6 separate regions of the Mus musculus genome follow, and all the other regions are linked to region 1. The links are chromatin contacts, called in public Hi-C, HiChIP or PLAC-seq and promoter capture Hi-C maps. All regions are on one chromosome and are shown on one strand. Each heading gives the region's core, a stretch centred on a gene start, on an enhancer-like site or on the middle of the called end of the contact. The rest is flanking DNA. Distances are from core to core; before and after follow the strand shown. Region 1 holds the start of Robo2 (roundabout guidance receptor 2). Region 2 has its middle 27 kb from the start of Gm25699. Region 3 has its middle 49 kb from the start of Gm41472. Region 4 has its middle 170 kb from the start of Gm41472. Region 5 has its middle 270 kb from the start of Gm41472. Region 6 has its middle 190 kb from the start of Gm22163.

What was found. Promoter capture Hi-C pulls out the DNA fragments that hold promoters and counts their contacts. Hi-C and Micro-C count contacts between places; a contact is called where the count stands out from the background. HiChIP or PLAC-seq counts read pairs in DNA pulled down with a chosen protein or histone mark.
Region 2: an H3K4me3 HiChIP or PLAC-seq map of embryonic limb bud shows a contact between it and region 1, with 8 times the contacts expected there. The contact joins the enhancer-like site here to the promoter of Robo2 in region 1. A contact is called at or near these places in 3 of 39 promoter capture datasets (cranial neural crest, hippocampal neurons and maxillary cranial neural crest), 9 of 115 datasets of contacts at active chromatin or transcription factors (craniofacial prominence, embryonic basal ganglia, embryonic forebrain and 6 more) and 1 of 9 other capture datasets (embryonic stem cells).
Region 3: a contact with region 1 is called in a Hi-C map of uterus, with 4 times the contacts expected there. The contact joins the enhancer-like site here to the promoter of Robo2 in region 1. A contact is called at or near these places in 3 of 484 Hi-C or Micro-C datasets (nephron progenitors and uterus) and 6 of 115 datasets of contacts at active chromatin or transcription factors (VIP interneurons, astrocytes, embryonic basal ganglia and 3 more).
Region 4: a promoter capture Hi-C map of hippocampal neurons shows a contact between it and region 1, with 8 times the contacts expected there. The contact joins the enhancer-like site here to the promoter of Robo2 in region 1. A contact is called at or near these places in 2 of 39 promoter capture datasets (cranial neural crest and hippocampal neurons), 4 of 484 Hi-C or Micro-C datasets (all in uterus), 7 of 115 datasets of contacts at active chromatin or transcription factors (astrocytes, craniofacial prominence, embryonic forebrain and 4 more) and 1 of 9 other capture datasets (embryonic stem cells).
Region 5: an H3K4me3 HiChIP or PLAC-seq map of embryonic limb bud shows a contact between it and region 1, with 4 times the contacts expected there. The contact joins the enhancer-like site here to the promoter of Robo2 in region 1. A contact is called at or near these places in 3 of 484 Hi-C or Micro-C datasets (cerebral cortex, olfactory sensory neurons and uterus), 6 of 115 datasets of contacts at active chromatin or transcription factors (astrocytes, craniofacial prominence, embryonic forebrain and 3 more) and 1 of 9 other capture datasets (embryonic stem cells).
Region 6: a contact with region 1 is called in an H3K4me3 HiChIP or PLAC-seq map of embryonic midbrain, with 6 times the contacts expected there. The contact joins the enhancer-like site here to the promoter of Robo2 in region 1. A contact is called at or near these places in 4 of 484 Hi-C or Micro-C datasets (cortical neurons, embryonic fibroblasts and uterus) and 11 of 115 datasets of contacts at active chromatin or transcription factors (craniofacial prominence, embryonic basal ganglia, embryonic forebrain and 7 more).

What each region holds. Positions count from the first base shown.
Region 1 is chr16:74,410,490-74,413,190 of GRCm38.p6, forward strand. It overlaps Robo2 (roundabout guidance receptor 2), which reads right to left and starts at 1,336. Exons shown (of 28, transcript NM_175549.5): 1 at 363-1,336. The coding sequence starts at 423.
Region 2 is chr16:73,448,829-73,451,529 of GRCm38.p6, forward strand. No RefSeq gene overlaps it. Among named protein-coding and RNA genes, the nearest start is that of Gm25699, 27 kb to the left of the region's middle. Within about 2 kb of position 1,388, at least 4 of the 459 cell types and tissues checked have an H3K27ac peak or open chromatin away from gene starts, as enhancers often do. A contact at or near this core is called in embryonic basal ganglia and embryonic limb bud, where this site is marked.
Region 3 is chr16:73,528,984-73,531,684 of GRCm38.p6, forward strand. No RefSeq gene overlaps it. Among named protein-coding and RNA genes, the nearest start is that of Gm41472, 49 kb to the left of the region's middle. Within about 2 kb of position 1,393, at least 15 of the 459 cell types and tissues checked have an H3K27ac peak or open chromatin away from gene starts, as enhancers often do. A contact at or near this core is called in nephron progenitors, neural tube and uterus, where this site is marked.
Region 4 is chr16:73,646,231-73,648,931 of GRCm38.p6, forward strand. No RefSeq gene overlaps it. Among named protein-coding and RNA genes, the nearest start is that of Gm41472, 170 kb to the left of the region's middle. Within about 2 kb of position 1,326, at least 54 of the 459 cell types and tissues checked have an H3K27ac peak or open chromatin away from gene starts, as enhancers often do. A contact at or near this core is called in craniofacial prominence, forebrain, hippocampal neurons and 2 more, where this site is marked.
Region 5 is chr16:73,753,062-73,755,762 of GRCm38.p6, forward strand. No RefSeq gene overlaps it. Among named protein-coding and RNA genes, the nearest start is that of Gm41472, 270 kb to the left of the region's middle. Within about 2 kb of position 1,395, at least 9 of the 459 cell types and tissues checked have an H3K27ac peak or open chromatin away from gene starts, as enhancers often do. A contact at or near this core is called in craniofacial prominence and embryonic limb bud, where this site is marked.
Region 6 is chr16:73,863,425-73,866,125 of GRCm38.p6, forward strand. No RefSeq gene overlaps it. Among named protein-coding and RNA genes, the nearest start is that of Gm22163, 190 kb to the right of the region's middle. Within about 2 kb of position 1,332, at least 8 of the 459 cell types and tissues checked have an H3K27ac peak or open chromatin away from gene starts, as enhancers often do.

The DNA.
Region 1 (2,701 bases), core at 86-2,585:
TAAATGCCCCTCCAAGTATCGCCTACTATAGTTCTGCAGTTGAATGCCTAAGCCAAAGTTTAGATACCAGAACAAATACCAAAGAGAGAGAGTAGTCACAACCATTCGGGGTTCTCTCTTAGCATTGTTTTTTAATAGTTACTCTTCTAAGCTGGGAGCCCATCACTTACTGCTAAACGCCTCAATTAATGAATCACAATAACAGTAACAATAAGGTGTTCCACTAGCATCAGGTTAGAAACAAAAGGCATAGAACCTCTAGCCCTGAAGAGCTTGTGCCTCGCCAAACATACTCCCAACTACACTGTCATTTTCTTTAGAAGGCACAACAATCTCAGAGAAAAAGGGGTGCTTTAACTCACCATCAATCTGAATGCAGAGAAATCCAAAGAGCAATAATAGTGTAAACATCAGAGGATTCATTTTGACATATGAAAAAGGATCCAGGTTGTTTAAGAAACCAATCCCAGAGAGCAGAAGTACAAAAATAAGTATCAAAAAAAGAGGTAGGTCCGAAGTTTAGACTTTCCTAGAGATTAATTAAGGTCAAGAAGAGCAAAATGGCAACATCGGAAGCTGTTGGTGAAGAGGTCTGTCACGGGACGCGTTAGGTGCCATCCGAATGAACCCAGGGGACTTCAGAGACGTTGCACTTCCACAGGCTGTCTTTCTAAATTCCCACAAATTCAGCCCAGCTGGCGGGACTATTCACGTGCGTCTAGCCCTGTCTCCTTAGACTCCATTGCAATCCAAACACAACTTCTTTCTTCGGAAGTCAAGAAGATGATGGGGGTACAAAAAAGACCTAATTCCTAGAAAGTGTTCCACAAACTTGCCAAAGCGCTGCGAAGCAACCATTGACCTGCCCACCGGGTTTTTCTCCCCTTGGTTTCCTCCGTAGCAGCACCACTTCGCGGAGTTTTGTTTTGTGTGGTTCTGTTTTCACTTAACTTCCATCCTAAGGATGTGTCAAAGCAGCACTTTGTGAGCCGGCCCTCTCCTCCGCAGCCTGGTCGCCTCCCTCGGAGTCTCTGGTTTCCAAAAGGAAGGAAAAGGGGAAGGCAGGACGGCTTGGGTGGAGAATGGGAACTCCTACGTGGTGAGGGAGCGAGGAGGAGGGCGAGGAGAAGAAGCAAGGGAAGAGGGAGGGGCTGAGCTGAGGCCGCGGCCACCCGGGAGGGGCCGCCCCGGAGAGATCTAGCGTCCAGCTGCTGCTGGCGAGCACCGCCAGATCTAGGAGCTCCGGACCTGGGAGCCCTGAGGATGCTCACGCGTGGTCCAGCCTCCGGGAGTAGTGCTGCCTCCAGCCTCTTTCGGGACAGTCACCGCTTCAGAGGCGGAGGCTGCGCTGCGACCGCCTCCTCCAGCAGCTGCTGGGGGCTGGAAGGACTTGGAGGAGGGAAGGCGAGGAAGCAGGAGAGGAGGGGAGGAAAGAGCTGCTCCCAGTATATCCCCGGGAGGGGTTGAAGGATGGAGGGGTGTACGCGGATCTCCACCTCCACCCGATCACTGTCCCGTGCAGGGGGAGACAGCCCTCCCCGGGGTCCGCGGAGCAAGGGTAACCAGGCAAGCGAATAAGTCTTGGGGGGACAGAAATAAACCAATGTGGAACCGCTGCGGGCTCGCTAGGACTGCCATCAACTCTTTCCCATTCTGGGAGCCTCCTGGGCGTCCCCCTCCCTCCCTCCTCTGGAGGGGTGAGGTGGGCTTCCAGCCTCCTGCTCTTCACGCGGCCCGTTTAATGGGCAGGTAATTTTCTCGGTGAGTGATTTCATGGAAGCCCTTCCTAATTATTCATCGCTCCGTCTGCTGGAGCTGCACAAGAGCTTTTCTAGAAAAAAAAAATGATCTTCCAGGACCCCGGGCACAGCCTCATTACCTGTTAAAATCACCACACACACACACACACACACACACACACACACACACACACACACATACACACACACACACACACACACACAGAGTTCACCTTTTACCAGAAAGAAGCTGGCCAACAGGGAGAGCAGGGGAGTGAAAGAAGTATCTATTGGAGTAGAAAGGTTTTGTGTACATACACCCTCTGTGGTTGTAAGTGAACTTGCCCACCCCCCACCGCACCACACACAAAACCAACTATGTGGATGTAGGGGAGGGGTATCTCTAATCTCGGCCAGCTTGTTTTAGCCAAGATCTATGGCTAACTACGGAATCCCCAAGAGAAAATAGGGGGAGGACTGGCATCGGGCTAATGTTGCTCAGTTGCCTCCTGACCTCTCAACACTCACGGACTATAATTCGGGACCTTGTGATAAATGAGTCCTGCAGAAGACTCTGGGAATGGAGGAGGTCGAGGATCAAAAGACTTGAGGAAGTGGTTTTCTAGAGCCTTCGCTCTTTTTAGGACCTCTAAAAGAGAATTAGGAAAAGCAGCCTCTGATTTAGGAACGCTGATAACCCAACTAGGCTAACATGAGCTGGAGCGGAATTTCTGCCCAAGCACGATAAAAGGGAATACAGTCCAAGCAAAAACTACCGAATAGATGCTATTAGGGCTGGGCACAGTTAGAGAAGGCCACTTTCAATCCGATTCCTGCCACTGTCTAAGGTGCCCTGACATGGCCGTTGTGGCCGGACCCACGTGTGATCAAAAGCTTTGCTTGGTAGCTGTTTGATGCTTGTTCAGGTGATTATAAAAGCGCCTGACAGGAACTCACGCAGG
Region 2 (2,701 bases), core at 138-2,637, 960 kb before region 1:
TACCTGCTTACCCAGGGCATCAATATATCCATTGCAAATTTGAGGTGTGCACTCTGTGTTCTATTAAGAGCAAGCTAGAAGACGCTTTCCACCTTAACCCATGTAATATTCTTTGCCACGTGCTACGACTTGACAAATGTAGCCTGTTCCAAAGTCAGTTACCAGGACCAGTCCTCTGAAAACTTTACATAAAAGTAGAGTGATTCTATTCTCTCTCTTATTTTTTCATTTATTTCCACATGCATGCGTCGAATATCAGTATCTTCTCATCTTACATGTTGAAATGAATGGCTAATCTTAAATCTTACCCCACAGAGAACTGGATGTGGATCTGGACTGTATTAAGAATTGGACTAAGTGTTTGGCTGTGTTACTGTCTCCTTCATGCAAATGACAACCTAGAAAATTTGCTTTAAAACGGTAACATTGAAACATATGGCATAAAGTTATGATGTGGGTATGTCCAAAGGTTAGTCGATCCATTCTAGAAACCTTTGCAGCAGTCAAGGGGTCAGATGTCTTATTTTTAGGTAAGAGTAGTGTAGTTCCCAAATTTGGAATGATTTTGTAACCATTTAATCAACCTAATGGGATGATTCTGCCATTCATAGTTTCAATTTAAATCTCATGCATCTCTAGGTTCCCTATCATAATGCAAATCATAACTTAAAGCTTTTCTTCCAGCTATTTAGTAGTAAGCATGCTTTCAAAACAAATTACTGAGAACTTCATATCTTTATATAAATGGATTTTAGTCCCTTTAATGCCCTTCTTTCTCTCCTTAGCGCTCTCTCTCTCTCTCTCTGTCTCTCTCTCTCTCTCTCTCTCTCTCTCTCTCTCTCTCTCTCTCTCTCCTGCTCTATCCCTTCTCTCATCGCATCTTGATGGGCAAATAATGCATGGTAGAAATACTAGATCCCTCATTATACCCACTCGTTACCGGAGCTGAATTTTGGTCAGGTTTCCTTTGATGCAGGCCATTTCCAGTTCTGCAGTGAGTCTAGCATCTCACTCAGAAATGCCAGTACCGCCCCATATTTCATCGTACCATTTTAAAATAAGCTTTCCTGCCACAATCCTTTTTATTAATTGCCCTCTGCTTGGAATTGTATTTAAAGTAAGTGCAGCAGCAATTTCCGGAGCCATAACCAGAAGTTGCCACAGCGGGTTTCCTCATTTGGTACCCTTTCATCACGTATGGTAGATGGATAGCTAATGCAGCCAATTAAAATGGAGAAATTGTTCTTGCCTTTGGTAACTGGATCTTACTTTTCTTGTAGGCAGAATACTTGCCTTAATTACAGTCTGATTTTACTTAGGACATAGCGGCAAGTGCAATTTCAAAGGCAAACCACAGACCAGGCGACAGGCTTAAACTTCCTGTGAGAACCAAGGCCTTTTACTGGTGGTGCGAGACTGACTCCGTGTAAAGTAAATTTCTGCAGCTGCCTACTCTTGGGTACCTAACAGTTGGTTCTGGCTTTGCTAGAATTTGTCCTTACAAAATAAATGAACATAGTGATCAAATGTCGGCCTTCTCATAAATCTCTCTTTTCATTCTCAACATAGCAAATCAGAAACGTTCTTTTGGAAAGTCAATTTCCAAGGTGATGGGCGTTGTTAAAACATAGGATGAAGGAAGTATTATTTAAAAAAACCAAAAACCAAAAAAACTCAAAAAACTGTGATTAAATCTTTGTTTATTTAGTGTTGCCATCATTTTGTTCAAAGGAAAGTTTCAGGATCAGCTTGCCTTACTAGGTATGCAATGCTTCCCAACAAGGCATAATGAGAAGGCATCCTAACTCAAAGTCATTCATTTCCCATGGAAAGCACAATCATATATTAAAATGTTTTTAGAAGTTGTAACTTAACCTTTCTAATTCCAACTGGTCTTTTTTAATAACCTAAAAATGAATTAGAATTAGAGTGGGTGACAAGGTTCCTTTCTCATACACAGATATAACGTCGGAAGCATCACCCTGCATGCCAGCTGCTCCTCTAATGGGTGCAATTTAGGTTAATAACCTCCTTGTTTTAAAATAAAAATAATTATGGGGGTATTTGAGCCTATCAGCCAGTCATTCTTTAATGTGAATGAATTTGAATTATTTTCTTCTTACATGGTATCAATTGTAGAAACAAGGGGACTGATAAGCACTTTTGTTTTAGAGAGACTAATGTTGGATCTTCAGGGAAAATAATGGCCAAAGTTGGAAAAAATAAAAAAATAAAAAAGCTTCAAAAAGCATTGCCTCCAGACCTGGGAGGAAGGCTGGGGAGAGGGCACTCAATAGAGACCACCCATTTTATAATTTGCTTAAGGATCTCATAGGACACTGATTTTCCCCCCGATATTCATCTTGTATGCCAAGTTTTTAAACACATGTGTGCTTTGTAAAGAACCCATGCAATAGCGTCCATGCAACAGCATCAAAACAAAGATTTTTTTTTTCTTTATTATGAAAGAATTTGATGGAAGTGAGTTTTGTGAAAAGGACTGGGGAAGAGACACCATGGTAATGGGGGCAGGAGGGTGTGGAAGGGTTTGTTAATTCTAGTATGGTGGCACTGTGTGGGCTCAGAAGGACACATAGATATAGTGCTCTGACATAGTATATTCTGTGAACAATAGAAGACTGCAAGAGCCTGAGAAACAAGATATTCTTTGAAATGCTCCCTTCCCACTTCCTCAATTCTT
Region 3 (2,701 bases), core at 143-2,642, 880 kb before region 1:
CCACTTCTGTATTTGCCAGGCACTGGCAAAGCCTCACAGGAGACAGCTATATCAGGGTCCTTTCAGCAAAATCTTGCTGGCGTATGCAATAGTGTCTGCGTTTGGTAGCTGATTATGGGATGGACCCCCCGGGTGGGACAGTCTCTGGACCATCCATTTTTTTCATTGTTATATCATATTTTCTGTCAACAAGCACAAGGAAGGTAAGTGTTTTTTCCCATTGCCTACTTTTTTTTTCTTTTTTTAACTCTCTCAGTCTTCCTTTACTGGTCTTCATCAATGCCTATCAGGGTTCTCTGAGAAATATTACGTCAAACCTAATGCGGCCAAATGCAATCAAAGCAGCTCCGGATGACTTCAGTAATTTGGGCCTTACTTACATCATATAATCTGACTTGTGACATTTTTTTCATTAATTGCAAGAATCACAACATAGTGCATTTTCTACAGACACAGTAGTTTTACTTCCAGTCTTAGATTAGACTACTTCCAGAGAATACTTAAAGGTTAGAAGTGAGACAATTACTGTTGCTTTGACACATAAGAGTGTGCTATGCTGGCTTTCTCTCTTAGGCTATATAAAATGAATGTTGATGTATAACAGTATAACAAAGAAGCTAGAGAAGATTTTTATCCCTGAGCTGTCACCCTGTTGTCCCTACAGTTAGAATGACTAAGGATTTGGGCTGGTAGAAGTCGGAAAATATAAAACCTTCTCAAAGTATGTCCTAAAGGAGAACATTTAGATTTAATATTGATGGGAAGGCACTGAAGTCTCAGATTTGTTTTGATACAGTTTTTGATAAAAGCATTTTAGCAGAAAGAGGACCTTGAAATGGAGTGCGTTTCTTAGCAAAAAAAAAAAATGAACTCTACATCGCGGGGCGTGTTTCAGCGGGACTACAGATGTTCAAGCATTAAAAGGGGTCTCAGGTTAACAATAGTTTATTCTTCGATCCTGCACATTCAGGTTTCTTAAGAAACGACAAAAGAAAGCCAGGCAAAGAAGAACTGGTGCTGTGTTTAATATGGAGATGGTATCTATTTAATATGAACAAGAAACTCGCTGAAATTACATTGCTCTAAAGTCATAGGAGAAGCAATGTCAAAAAACAAATAAAACTTAAAACCTCGGTGAAAACACACACTGGGATATACAAGCAGCAGTATTTTTAATTTAAGGGAAGGCAGGATATAAATCAAACCATTCAAACCAAGCAGGGCTCAAATCGCCAAATAATAACCTCAAGCTGGGAGAAGCGTTGGCTCCTGTAACAGTGTATAAGGACATGAGAAACGCTGTTTTTCACTGTGACCTTCACATAGTCTGGACAAAGAAAAGGCAGGAGCCGCCTGCATGGTGGAATAAATCAACACTCAGTGTGTTGTGCTGTCTGAAAAGGCGGAACCGAAGGAGGTGGGGCATCAACAGAAAAAGTCGTTAGACTCAGAGAAGAGAAGTTCCAGCTGTGTGGCCGCTATGATTCTATCACTGGGCTGACTGGGAAATGTTCCAAACAACGGGATTTTATACAGAGCGCAGTCACTTGCTCACCTTGAACATTTGTTACAAATAAACCATGAGCAGCCAAACAGTCTCTGTGCCTTACCAGGGATATTTAGAATCTTCCTTACCAGTGATGGGTATGCCTGGTGGGATGTTGCATTTAAAATTACATTGTAACAAAAGTATAGGCACCACTTCACTTTGTAGCATTTGTCTTAAATGATGAAGAGCAGACAGAGTCTTAGAATTGTCCTTTCTTCTATCTTGTTTAAGAAGAGTTTCTTGCTCTTCATTTTGGAAGAATAAGTCAGCAGGTGGCAAAGTCATTCCCTCCTCAATAAAACGCAAAGATATTTTGTGCCCTGTCTTTCTACTGGAGGTAGACACTACAAGTTCTCTCTCCCTACTGTTGGACATTTCATCTAAGTTTCCTCCGTTTGAGTCCTGAGAGTCCCGCCCCCCTCCCCCCCCAAGTTTCTGGTATATTCTAGAGGGACCCCCACCTCCTACCTACCCCCAGGTTGCATATTTCCATTCTGCTGGCCCTCAGGGTTTCTCTCCTGTCTCCTTTTACCCCAATACCTGATCATGTTCCCCTTTCCCTCCTCCCCTCTCCCACCCAGGTCTCTCTGCCTCCTACCCTCCTGATTGCTTTCTTCTCCCTCCCAAGTGGGAATGAAGCATCTTCACTTGAGCCCTTCCACTTTTTAACCTTCTGGAGTTCTGTGCCTTGTATCCTGGGTATTATGTACAGTTTTGGCTAATATCCATGTACAAGTGAGTACATACCATCCCTGTCCTTTAAGGTCTGAGATACCTCACTCAGTATGATATTTTCGAGTGGAAGGATGGGTTTGCCATTCCACAGTCAAAAAAACTCTGACCCAGAATTAATTCTGTATAAAAGAACTACAGGTACAAAAATGGAGAAGAGACTGAGGGAAAGGAGGTACAGTGACCAGTTCAACTTGACGTCAGTCTTAAGGAGAGGCACCAGGGCCTAACACTATTACTGATGCTATGGTGTGGTTACAGACAGGAGCCGAGCATGACTGTCCTCTGAGAGGCCCAATAAGCAGCTGACTGAGACATAGGCAGATCTTTACACCTAACCAATCGACTGAAGTCGGGAACCACAGTAGTTGAATTAGGGAAAGGCTAGAAGAAACTGAGGAGGAGGACAACCTCACAGAA
Region 4 (2,701 bases), core at 76-2,575, 760 kb before region 1:
TAGAACACTTGCCTAGTACAGTAAGGCACTGGATTAGAGCCTCAGCATTACATAATAAAACCACTGATTTGAAAACCATGAAGACCTTGACAGCTAGGGCAAAGTATTTATGTTCAGGTGGCCTGGAAGATTTATACCAAAAATATGTGAATAGAATGATACAATTTTGCTTTAAATTTCATTCTGACTGTGATGTAAAACAGTTGAGTAGGGAAAAGCAGACTGGGCAGACCAAGCAAAATAAGAAACAGGAAATGCATATTATCGTGTCCTGAGCTTCATTAATCCAAGTGGAAGAGAAAGAGGAAGTGAGCAGATTGTGGGAAATTGGCCATTTTTTTTTTCATGAGAAAATTCTTTCTTTAGAAGACCAGAGAAAATTAGCCACCTGGATTGTCTTTAAAGGTATTTGTCATCGTTTAGAAAGACATTAAGATTGCAATTGTGCTGATTTTAGCTTTGATTGCCAAGCATTAACGTAGAGAAAATGGGGTTTAAAAACTTAAGTGGGTCTTGGGATACTTTAGATCTGTCACTATAGATAAAGGGACTAAGTCTTAAAGGAAATTTGTTTAGACTACAGGATTGGAGCTTAGCTGGGTGGAATCAAAGATGTGTGACACTGTGGCAGTCTTTTGACCGCCATGCACTGTTGCCTTGAATCTACCTGATCTGGATTGGGGGTATAGCCACTCAAAACTGTGGTTCATCGGCTGTGTAGGCTTTGAGGTGGAAATGAATATAGATGGAAAGCAGTCAGCTCAGGCAAAACGATGCCAGCAGTAAGTATGGCCTTGTTTCACACCCTACATTACAATCTCTGGTGTCTCTGCTGTTTATATTTGTATCACATATGAAAAAGGATTTGATGGGCTGCTCTGAAGCTTTAGTGAAATGGCGGGGAGACTTCGCTTTAGCTCATGCAGCAGCGGAAACACCTCATACATCGCAAGGACCTAAAATGTGCAAAGGAATCCGTGCCAGGTGTATAGACTCCCAGCGCCGTGACACACCGGAATGCAATCGTCATAGAGAGTCTACAGCCTCTTTCAGGCACTCGGCAAAGAGCTGATGTGACTTTGGTTTCGGTGAGCAATTTGCTATGTGAACAGCTGAAGCAAGCTGTGTCAACAAGACGGGCTTTGAAGTATGACATGCTGCTGTGTTTATGAAAGCAAAAGAAGGGAGTGCATGATTACGGCCTAGAGCATGTGGTTAGGAAGGGAGTAACGGTAGCGAACTAAAACGTGGCTGTTGATCAAAAACATCTGCTCCCTTCCCTGTCCCCTTGGCTGATTCTCCTGGGAAACAGGCCCCGGATGCTATCACTTTGTGCCAGGTCAGTTCCCTTTGTAGACTTCTGGGGCAATATTTGAATCTGTTGAGCAATCATTAAGGGAGAAAAAAAAAAAAGTGCTGATCACATGTTTGGTGGGGGAAAGTGGCGATGTGATAAGGGATTGTGAAAGCTGACTGCATTCGCAGCCTTAAAATATCGTCTGTGCTTTCGCTCCTAATTTTCACACTTCGCAGCTGCTAATGGATCTCAGCGGAATGAGAGTAAGACTGCTGACAGAAAGATGGGTCTTTTTGTTAACTCTGTCATGTTTCTTCTTTCCATATTGTTATAGAGAAAGGATTTGTTTGCCTCTAATTTCCCTAGTCAGTGAGGTTGGTTTTCTTTCTTACAACTTAGGGCTTTCTCTTCCTTTTAAAGAAAGGGGAAAAGAAGCCCTCCCCAGCATCCAAAACGATGCCCTCCTTGTGTTTTAGAAACAAAACACAATGGGCAGTTTTATGAGGTGCCTTGGTACCCAGACCGACCAACCCTGCCCTGTTGTCTCTCAGGTCTAGGATGCATCCAAACACAATGAACATCTTTCAAGCAAGCTTCTTCAGATTCGTAACTAGGGCCTAACACTTCAAGCTGATTTAGTGATATTTGGAGAAAAAACAGTGAAAGGAAAAAAAGAAACAAGAAATACTGATTTTAAAACCCTCCGAGGCTACTGTATTCAGACACCAAACTTGCGAGCTACTCAACCAAATATAACCAAGAGAAACATCAATTTCCAGTCAGCAGGGTGGAGTTAAATACCATTCTGATGTATTGCTGCAGTCTGATTCAAGGGCATTCTCTTTAAAAATTGCATGAAAAAAAAAATATTTCTAGTCTTCATGGCTTGATGTCATAGGCTTTCCTCAATGGTGTTTCTAATTAGTGTTAAATAAGTACTGCAAATTGTGCCACCTGAAACAAAACACGCTTCTGATTCCAGCACCCAAGAGGCTGAGACAGGAGGCTTTTTTTAGTTCAATAAAACCAAAACAAAACAAAACCTATTTCTTTGACCGATGTGCTTATAGATTAATTGATCATTTACAAAGCTTTTTTTATTCCTTTTTTTGTACTGTAAAATTTTCAGATATTTTTTCACCAGAAAAAAAAAAGAATATATCTGATTTTCACTGAGTATATCTAGAGAATCTTAACATTTTGAGGCTTAATTCAATTTTGTTACTTTTATAACGCATGTATTATAACATATAATACGTAACATTCTCTATGAGGTAAACATTGCAATATTTGCCTTTAAAAGGATGTGTTTCTAAAGAACTCACAATTTATTTACAACAGTCAACCAACAACAGCAGATTTTTCAGATGTTTCGGTTTTAATCTACTGATGCCTGTCATTATG
Region 5 (2,701 bases), core at 145-2,644, 660 kb before region 1:
ACTTTCTCTGAAGTAAAGACATAGGAGCTCTTTCTGTTGAAGCAAATAGAAGATATTTAATTCCCTTCTGCCTGATGTTAGATGTCTTTTCAGTAGACAGAAAAGGAGTACAGACATATTAGACCATCTAAATGGAGTCAGAAAACCCTAGGTGCTAAAGACACAACAATTGCTCTCCTAGAAAAAAATAACCACAAGTTTCTTTAAGTAGGAATGGGATACCGTAGCAATGCAAAAAGTCAATTTGTACAACAGTTAATGGACATTTTGTGATGACATTCTTGTTGAAAGGTGATGAAAGAAGAGCCATGTGTGTCTCTTTGGTACCTATAATAATAGCTGCTTAGGGATGGAGAGATGGCTTGGGTAAGCCTGATTTTGAATCCCCAGAATCCATGTAAAGTGTGTTGTATCTGTCTATAGTCTCAGGCATCCTAGAGACAGGAGGATTTTAAGACAGCAGAAGCAAGAAACATGCAGGCCAGCTGGCCTAGCCTCTGCCATAGCAAACAAAACAGAGACCCAGTCTTCATCAAGGTGGAAGGCCAAAGTTCACTCATGAGGTTGTCCTCTAACCTCTATATCCACACCATGGCACCTGAACACTGCCTCTCAGACATATGGTTGTGGGCACACACACACACACACACACACACATACACACACACACACACACACACACACACACACACACACACACACACACGCATGCGTGCCACAAGGGAGAGCAAGAAGTTGAGAGAGAAAATACTTCTTTTCCAGCATAAGATTTTTCAGTATAAGTAAGGTATAGAGCCCAGAAGTCTGATAAGTGAAACTTCTGGGTGTTGGCCAAGAAAGAGTCATTAAACAAGACTGGGAAATGTCATTTTGATTTTCTTTCTGTTGATACTATCACATGCATTATTCCGAAGTTCCATAACTTTTCAATTGTTTACTTTTTGCTTACATGTGGAAGATTTTTTTAAGTGAGAACTTCTCCATCTTCTCCAGCTCAGACCTAGTAATATCCAGTTTGGCCGCATAGGTGATTAAGATGCATATTCTGTATCCTTCATAGGTTCAACGTGTGAACATCACACATTTGATTATCTTTCTTTCCTTATGCAACTAGTCCACAAAGAATTGTATAGTAACGATTTCTGCAGCAAATTATGCAACCAGAAAATTTGACTCACGTTACTGTCCTTGTTAGACAAGTCACTAAAATATGGCACGTGGGCCTTGTGCTTTGTCAGTTACACAAATTGTTTTTAAATTAGAGTGTAGTCTTGGAAAGGGTCTTAGAAAAACACTCTAAAGCTATTTCCTCAGCTTCAGTAGCCACTGATTGTGGATTATATGACTCAGCTTTTAGGAAAGGCAGACTCAAACATTCAAAGCTGTTTTAGCTCCTTGAGAAAGCCATGTGAATTTAATCTATTCTGGACTGGGTATGTGAAATCTAGGCCACCTAGGTTACACAATCATGCCTATAAATCTGTCTTTGAAATTGGACTCGCCGTATTTCATTGCGAGGCTCTATGAAATTCTAGAACTTTGGTGCGTTTGCCTCTCTGTCAGTGAAACTTTAAAGCACACCATTAGTCCCTCCTTTGATGAACGGCCTGCTCACACAACTGAAAATTATGGGCACAAAAGACACTTGTGAGAATTTCAAGAATTATCTATATTTAGTTGATGTTCCTGTCACTTCTATGCTTCTAAGCATCCAGACTTTCAAGTTTTTAGTAAAAGTGCATACACATCTATTTTTGTACTAATGTTTACATCATTTTACCAACTTGGCAAGAGAAAGTTTAGGGAAGGTCTTTTTGGATTGCTGAGTGAAAGGCAGAGCGCAGAATGGTGCCAATAAAGTAGAAGAGACTGGTTCCATTTCAACTAACAGCTGAAGCCAATGAAGTTTTGAAAACTAAAGCTAATGTGCCTGCCACCCTGTGCCTTTGATTTGTCTAAGTAAAATTTGCATTCACACATGGTAAGGCTATATATACCTATACAAGTAATAGCAGTTTGCACCACGCAGTTGAAGTTTGAAATCCTTCCCAACATTTATATTTTATTAGAACTAGATCTGTTGGAATTTTGCTTAAACATCCAGCATCTATAACACCAACGTTGGGGTGTGTGTGTGTGTGTTCACCCCAAATGAAAGATAGATGTTTTTCATAAAAAGTGCTAGCTTAACTTCAGTTGAATATTTATTTCTCATATAGAAATCTTTGATTATAAATATAGATTAATCTACTTTCCAAGATTTTAAATTTTAATTAGCATTATTTCTTTAATATCTTGTTATCTATTGAAAGAGGTACCCTCTTGTCTGGTTCAATAATCTGTTGGATTTCCAAAACCCAGTAAAAGGAGAAAACAGAAAAAACAACTCCACAAATTTATTCTTAGACCTCCACATTGACCTTCCGGCTTGCATGCCTACTATACACAACATGCACAGAGTTCCTACCACAGACAACATGTACACAGTAAATACCACACTCAACATGCACAAAGTGCCTACCACACACATGTACACTGTGCCTACCACACAAAACATGCACATAATGTGTACCACACACACATGTATGCAGTGCCTAAAACAATAACAACAACTAAAAAATGCACAAAAATTAGAAAGAAATCCTGAGGGCTAAAGAGATAACTCTGCAATTAAAAGCTTTTACTGTTCTTGCAGAGGACC
Region 6 (2,701 bases), core at 82-2,581, 550 kb before region 1:
CATGTGCAATGCACAATATAATCTTTGTCATTTCCACATAAATCTAGGTTGTCTTTCATCACAGTTGGTTTTGTACTCCTTACTAAATTATGATTAGCATGCCTAACCACACTTAAAAGAAATACCTATTTCCCTTCTGAATACAGGAGAGGTATGATTAGGTATGTCAAAAAGCTTCTGAAATGATACTTTCTTTCTATTCCCACCCCCTCCCCCTTTTAGTCCATTAATAGAAAGAAATCAGCTCTATGAAGTGTTTGGAAAAAAATAAAACACACACCGACACAAAATACTCTTTGTTAAAATGGAAATGCTAGTAAAAGAATCCTTTCTAAAACAGCTTGGGGATATGGATGGAATGGTTGATTTGGGGGAGAGAAAAAGAAGTCAGGCAATTTGGGATCAGTGTTTCCTCCAATGAGTGTAATTATTGTGTAAATTGTAGCTCTTGACAAAAATCTCTGACTCCTGTTGAGATGTTGTTAATGCCCCAGGAAGAAGCCTGCCTTCTGCAGGGTGATTGCTTACAAAGATGCCGCAGCCTCCTTCCTGCTTCTCCCACAGGAGACAGGCAATTTGCCAGCGTTTCCTTTTCAAGAGCCATTGTTCACCTAGAGGTTTAGGGCAGGCTCTGTTCTTTCTATTGTTAATCCAATATCCAGCGATGATCTTTTGTTGTTGTTTTTTTCTAATCCTGTAACATTTTATAACAAATTTATTAGCCACTAACATTCAATACTGTGGCATTCAATAACTGTCCCCCTTTTAAAAAGTGCGAATTAATTAATGCATACAGCCTCAGCATCACTTTATAGTATGTGGAATCTTATTTAAAGAGCTATCTATGGGACGCGGTATATATAAACCTAGTCCTGTTTCTGTATTTCCTTTGCAGGATCAAGGTGTTAGTTATGATTCTACCAACAAAGTAGCATGACGAGGTGTCTTGGGGATACAATCATTTGGCCACATCTCCCACAATGCTGAAAATGAAAGGGCCAATTGTCCCATAAGGGCAGAAGATGCATTTATTCGCTAAAGGCATAGGTTAAAGATGTTAATGTGAGCTCGTGCTGGGACCTTATGTGAATCAGATTTGGCCATCTTGGATTAATTCTTCACTTTTAGCTTACATCATACACTCAAGGGGAAGAGTCATTTCCCGAGTTTCATGAGAAAAATTGAAGCATGCTCAAAATGTATGCGAGGATTATAAATAGTTCTATGCGAAAATGAAAAGCAGGCAATCTTTGGGATCATCCTCTTTTCTAATGGTGCGTTTAGGCTGCTTCCCTTGTAGCCGGAGTTGGAGTTGTCAGATCCTGCCTATCGGCCAGTCTCTGTGATCTGTCATTCGTCCAAGGCCCTCACTGTGACAGCATCCTTATGCTCACAACCTTATCTATTCTCAGTGCAAAAATTTCCGTCAGTCGTTACATTTTTTTACAGTCCTGTGTAGTCTGGAGAACAAGAACATTGATTTGTGTTTAGGAGTTAATAGCTGGTAGTAGCTATTAATGTGACACCCTTACCAAAGATAATTTGCATTTAAACAGCTGCTTTAATGGAAAAAGCTGCCGAATGCTGAGGGCTTCAGACTCTGAGGCAGTGCCAAGGATCGTTACTTTGGTGATCAAGCTACTCCCAGTCCTCCTCAGGTGTTTATTTTGCCTGTGAGACACAAGGAAGGAGAAAAACTAACAAGGCTTTGGTTTTCTTCTAGTCTCTGAGCATTACTAGCTGTGTGACCTCAGGTTAGTTCTTCAGAACTGAAAAGTAGGGCTAACATGGTTTTATGGGGATTAAATGAGAAGGATGTCTACACCCCTGAAAACGTCTGCTATAACAAGAATGCCTGTGGCAAAGCATTGGGATCAAGATGGCGGAAGTTCACCTCAAAACAGATATTCTGATTCAGTCTAAGGATATGCATATTTTTTTAAGCAAAGAAATCTGAAAATCAGATCAATCTTCAGAAAAATCATTAGTCTCAGAGGCCAAGCAGTGTTCTATTGGCATAAAACATGAGAAGCAGGAGATGAACAAATATGTAACGGCCCAGGTATAAGATAATCAAAGCTAACGATGGCAACCCCAGTAAGCCAAGGACTGTGGAGAGGAAATCAGAAAAGCCAAGCCTCAAACCAACACCAGTTTAGTCAACAGATATTTATGCACTCAAAATAATCATTGAAATTGGCATGAGGTTTAAAATGAGTATTAAAATGTTTCTAAAATCAAGACAAACTATTTATACCATTTATCACTAACCTTATAAAACACACTAAATATATAAAGGATTGTAAAGTGTGGATGTTGAAAAACAATGGAAAAAATTGTTCTTTTGTGGTAAAACTCTTGAGAAACAACCATAAGGACTTGAGGTGTGATGCTCAATACCCGTAAAAGGTGGGTGGAGGGCAAACAGGTGCATCCCTGTTGCTCACTAGAGAGTCAATCAAGCTACATCGATGAACTACAGATCCAGTAAAAAAACTTGTCTCAAAAAATAAGGTAAGAGATAAGGGAGAAACCAAGTTAGACACACCCTCCCCCAAACACACACACAGAGGAATATATATATACCAAATATGTATATACACATATATGTGTGTATATATATACCAAATATATATATATATGTAATATAAATATTTGTATACCCTCCCATGTAAATACAGTCTTGTCTCATGTGTTTACA